Regions from separate parts of the Danio rerio genome. Here region 2 is linked to region 1. The links are chromatin contacts, called in public Micro-C maps. All regions are on one chromosome and are shown on one strand. The core of a region is the stretch at or near the end of the contact, and the rest is flanking DNA. Distances in the headings are between cores, read along the strand shown. Region 1 holds the start of hmox2a (heme oxygenase 2a). Region 2 holds the start of si:dkey-246e1.3.

Evidence for each region. A called contact is a pair of places that touch in the nucleus more often than the background predicts.
Region 2: a Micro-C map of caudal fin shows a contact between it and region 1, with 16 times the contacts expected there. The contact joins the promoter of si:dkey-246e1.3 here to the promoter of hmox2a in region 1. A contact is called at or near these places in 8 of 18 Hi-C or Micro-C datasets (caudal fin, embryo, hematopoietic stem cells and 1 more) and 1 of 4 datasets of contacts at active chromatin or transcription factors (caudal fin).

The regions. Positions count from the first base shown.
Region 1 is chr22:27,579,126-27,581,832 of GRCz12tu, reverse strand. hmox2a (heme oxygenase 2a) reads left to right here and starts at 1,312. Exons shown (of 6, transcript NM_001103139.1): 1 at 1,312-1,376. It overlaps LOC141380293 (a long non-coding RNA gene), which reads right to left and starts at 361. Exons shown (of 7, transcript XR_012398075.1): 1 at 122-361.
Region 2 is chr22:27,810,042-27,812,748 of GRCz12tu, reverse strand. It overlaps si:dkey-246e1.3, which reads right to left and starts at 1,329. Exons shown (of 3, transcript XM_701337.9): 1 at 1,205-1,329; 2 at 926-1,022. The coding sequence starts at 1,289.

The DNA.
Region 1 (2,707 bases), core at 63-2,562:
AAACTTACCAAAAAGTCAACCCCCTGATCGCGTAATTTGCACCCTGCTCACAACTTATAAAAAACAAATGTTTTCAGAAGAAAATGTTAACGTTAGTGCTGATACTTAGAGTAAAACTCACCGTCATGGCCTGAAATCTTCAATATGCTAAAGCCACTGATCTGTACAGCACTTTTTTGGCGCTTTCTATCCTCTCCCAAATCAAAATAAGCTATCGGTTTAGTCTAATGTTCCAGTTTTTATATAAAGTTCGGTGTGCTGGCGGTATTTAATTGTAGGCTGAATGAAAATCAATAAACAGGTGTTTTTAAAGGCCTTTTTTATCGTCCGCTACGTGATTCGAGATTATCTAGATTATACTGACCTCTACTGGTGATAGTGGAAATCGCTCCTGTCTTCAGACCATTTGAAATCTAAATAAAACGTCTAAATAAAACGTCAACGACAATCCAGTTTTTATATAAAGTTAGTTGTGTCGTCCATATTTATATGTAGGCTTAGTGATGAAAAACTGTACAAAAGCAGAGGTCCTTCTTGTTCTTATTGTCCGCTACGTGTTTCGAGATTATATAGATTTGACTGACCTCTACTGGTGATAGTGTAAATTGCATCTGTCTATAAACCAACTGAAATCTTAAAAAAGTTGATGTCAGCATATATTATGCATTTATATTATGTAATATCATATATAATATCATTGATCGTTTTTAAATAGTTTTTATTATTAGCCTATAATTAATTGATGTTATCAAATTTTCATCCATCTAAAAAGATTTTATTCATATAGGTAACTTTTTTATATACTTCAAATAAAGTAATTTAGAGCATTTTTTCAGATATTTACAACTATTCAGAGTATGTATATCTGCTTTATCTGCAAAAAGATTATAAATTAAACAATACCTCGCTATTTTTCACACATTAATTTTGTGTAGCGACGTTTAAATCATCAATGGAGAAGCAGTGAAGAATTTTATTTATCATTTATTATTATTATTATTATTATTATTATTATTATTATTCATTAATCTTTATTTATTAACAGTTGCCTAAATGCCAAGCATATAAATTACATTCAGAAAGATTAACATATACATAATTAAATATATATTAAATTAATTAATTCAACTAGGGAAAAAAATAATAAAACAAACAAACAAACCCAGGAATACACAATATAAACATAATATAAATGATACAAAAAAATCACAAAATTTTTATATAGATTTAATGTTTTAGCGCTGACTACGTTTGAGACAGTCACAGTACGCGTCATTCTACTTCCTGTTTAGAGTCTGGTGGTCTGGTTGGGTAAACATTATACAACGTGATGTGAACTGCAACGGGTTGCTTTACCTTAAACACTGCGAAATCAGGTAATATAAACGATTCTGCTTTCCATCGGTAAAAAAACAACCTGACAGGCATTGCCTGCATCTATATCACTGTATTAAATGTCATTACGGTTTTTAAATGTACGACTTTATTACACAAGTCAATGTCACGGGAGTGTTTGTTGTTTATGTGCGCTCATGACACAATGGATGTGAGTTACGCAATGAAAACAAGAGCTGTCGTTATTGAATTGTTGCAGTTGTTGTGTGGGGACATTCGAAAACACTTTACTTCAGCTTAACGTTACTTAATGTAGCTTAACAGCAAGCGGGGGAAACCATATTTCTATAAATTTTCACACACAAACAAGTGACAAACACTTATTTTAATGTCAATAAAATGAGCTCAATTTTATTAAGTGAAACTTATCACGTTATACGTTTCTCCCCATTATAAGTCCATTATAATAAAAGGAAAACGCTTAACATGGCTTAATGTACCTCAGTGGGGCACACCACAACACTACACTAACTACTATCAAAGGATCAAGCTCTGATTCTGTAGATGAAATGAACAATGTCACATTAATAATTTTATCCCCCATTTAAGTCCATTATAAGAGCTTAATGTGGTTTAACGTAACATCCAGAGATGATCAACTTTCTATAAAAATACACTCATAAACACTTACTGCTGTGAAAAGAACAAACTTTTATTTTAGTGTATCAAGTGAACATTATCACTTTAAGCATTCTCCAAGGTCCATTGTAAGAAAAAAGCTCGAGGTGGCTTAACGTACTTTTAACCCAGACCAGACAAGCATAAATATCTGTCAAACTTTACTTGTGATTACCTTAACTATTAATGAAAGAGCGGGCCTTAATTCCATAGATAAAGTGAACAATATCACAATAAGCGTTTTCTCCCCCATTCAAGTCCATAATAAGGAAAGGCGTAACTTTACAACAACTGAGGGAAACTAAATGTTAAAAAGGCTGTTCATCAAATTTTATTTATGATAGATTAACACTTGCTGTCAAAAGAATGTGCTTTTGCATGTCATTGACATCCCCACAACAGCCTAGGGAAAAACGCTTGACACAATATTGTTCACTTTAGCTGTGGAAACGGGGCTCGTTCTTTTGCTAGTAGTGTTAATCAGAGAAAACGCTTAACGTTATGTTTTTTACTTTATCTATGGAATTGATACTCCTCCTTTTTACAGTAGTTGGGGTTAATTACAAGTACAGTTTGACAGAAATTTGGGTTTCTCTGGTTGAAGTTTTGGTGCATTAAACCACGTTAAGCTTTTATTTCACGTTAAGTGTTTTAGAATGTCCTGTTGTGTGTGTTTTTTCTTATTTTCTTTATT
Region 2 (2,707 bases), core at 80-2,579, 230 kb before region 1:
CAAGGATATTATTGTGCAGCAGTAGTTATACCATGTGAGAGTTGCAGAGAGCTATAGTTGCCGGCTAATTTGAGATCCAAAAAGTAGGTGTTAAGAATGAGTCTAATACATTTGTGAGAGAATACAATTCTTGGGGAAATGTAAATATTTAAATAATATGAATGAAGCAAAAACCCTGGTTAATGTAATGCATTTAAGGAAAGAATGCAAACTTTCTTGAGAGAAAGCAGTATTTTTGTTAAGGGAACATTTTTGGGGGTAAATACAAAAGATTTATAGGCATATTCTGAGTTTCTTGGGAACACAATACATTTGAGAACAGAGCAATTTTTCTAAAGGGAAAACTAATTTAATTGAAGAATGCAATAAAATACTAGCTAGCAAACCTTGTTCTGGAAACAGTACTTTTGGGAGAGACTGCAAACTTTCCCCATGCAGGGTACACACAATTTATTTGGGGATTACAATGTTTTGTTACTTTCTAAAGGAAACACCTCTTGCTAGGAAGAAATAAACAAAAGCAAAAATCCGAGTTGGAAGCAAAATGGTTAAACATTCTGGGTGAAATGCATTTTTTTTTTTTTTTTTGAGGAAATATATATATTTTTTTCAAGTAAATGCAAAGTTTCTTTTAAGAATGCAGTGCTTTTGAGATAGGAACAAAAACTTTCTAGAAGGAACAAAAATACTTTTGCAAAATGAATGCAAAGTTTTTTTGGAAAGCACAATATTAAATATTTCTTCTGAACGAAACACATTTTAAAAGTCTGTTAGGTTTTTCTGACTTTACTTCATACCATATAAACACTTTTAATTAAAACGGAAGTTCACATCTTGGAAAATATTTTTTTTTTCTACAATGCATTGATACAGTATTATCCATACGTTATAATGCCTAAATACTTCTGATTTTTTTTTCACTCACCTCCTGTGTCTCAGGTATGAGAAACAACTGATAATTCCTGCCACAGCCAGGATGAACAGAGCTACTGCAGACAGGGTGATGTTGAACATCTTTACTTCTGTGTGAAGAAAGTGAGAATCCTGTGATTTATGGATGAAATTGTGCATAAATAGTGCAAGAGCACATTTATAATCGCTATTATTTTATTTTATTTAATCCACATACAATATTAATTTAAACAGACAGCACAAACACCTTAATGTAAAGTAAATGATAAATCAAAATGGCACTTTTTCTCACCATAGAGAGTAGCTTGTGTTTCTGTGTTGTCTGTCTCGAATGATGCCGTCCCGTTAGGAGATGGAGTGATCCCCGTTAGACTCATGTTGTCAATACCATAGGCCAAAAGTGAGCAACAAACTGCTCAGACTAGTAAGAGACAGCCAGAATACTCATTAGTATGAGCCCATGTGACTCAAATGGACTTGTTTCCATGGTAAATGTGCTACCTCACCACCCCGGTGGCCCCCTAACTTCATTCAGCTGACAGTTTGGGGTCTTTAAAGATCCAGGCCACATTCACAACCAAAACAGTGAAACGTTTTTGTGTCAAAGAATCCAGAAAACAAGATTCACTTGGAAACTTGGTGTAAGTATTTGTGCAAAATAAACTCGTTGCATCTCTTTTTGCGAAGCCTGTTGCAGTCTGATTGGAAAAACACAAAGTCTGTGTTCATTAGTGTTCATGCTTCATTTCATCTGGGACTTTAAAAACAATATTACGCAATTATCTCTGGCTCTCTACATGAGAATGCTTGGAAATAATCCCCTGATGCTCACATATATCCCACATTGTTTACAATTATGTTAGATATTATTTTTGAACAGCCTTCAAAGTTCTTTTCTGAAATAGTTATTTTTTCTATTATTAGACGACCCCAGTGTTCTTTCTATTTATAGGATGAGCAGATTTTTGAAGAGCCTTCAGATGTAAACATCAACTTGGCAACACATTTGTATTTTTAAGACACTGGGAATAGCTAAATCCCGGCTCAAATGGGTCATAATTATCAGTGTCTTAGTATGATGACATACTATGAACCAATCTAATGTCCGCCGCTTATAATAATATAAATATAACCTCTATTCAGGGCGAAGCAGTGGTACAGTAGGTAGTGCTGTCGCCTCACAGCAAGAAGGTCGTTGGGTCGCTGGTTCGAGCCTTGGCGCGTGGGTTTCCTCCGGGTGCTCTGGTTTCCCCCACAGTCCAAAGACATGCAGTACAGGAGAATTGGGTAGGCTCAATTGTCCGTGGTGTATGAGTACAGTATGTGTGTGGATGTTTCCCAGAGATGGGTTGTGGCTGGAAGGGCATTTGCTGCGTAAAAACTTGCTGGATAATTTGGCGGTTCATTCCGCTGTGGCGACCCTTAATAAAGGGACTAAGCTGACTAGAAAATGAATGAATGAATGAATGAATGAATAACTTCTATTCAATGTTCTCTGACTATAACTCATGCTAAATGTAGCCTACTGGCAACCTAAAATGGTTTTTAGACTTATCATGGAAACTACTTGGAAAATGGCAGAAAACATATTTTCGAAGGTCTGCTTGCACAAAATATAACTAATTAGGGACTTTTACCAGTAAACTGATAAAGTTATTTGTCTGTCATCAGTTTGACTTTGTACATTTTATTTAATGTATTACAGAAACCAACCGCTAGATGTCAGTGTTGGCGATCAAGTCAGGCCGTCAAACCATTCTAAGGAGCAAACTTTAAAAACAACGTTTTAGGCTAC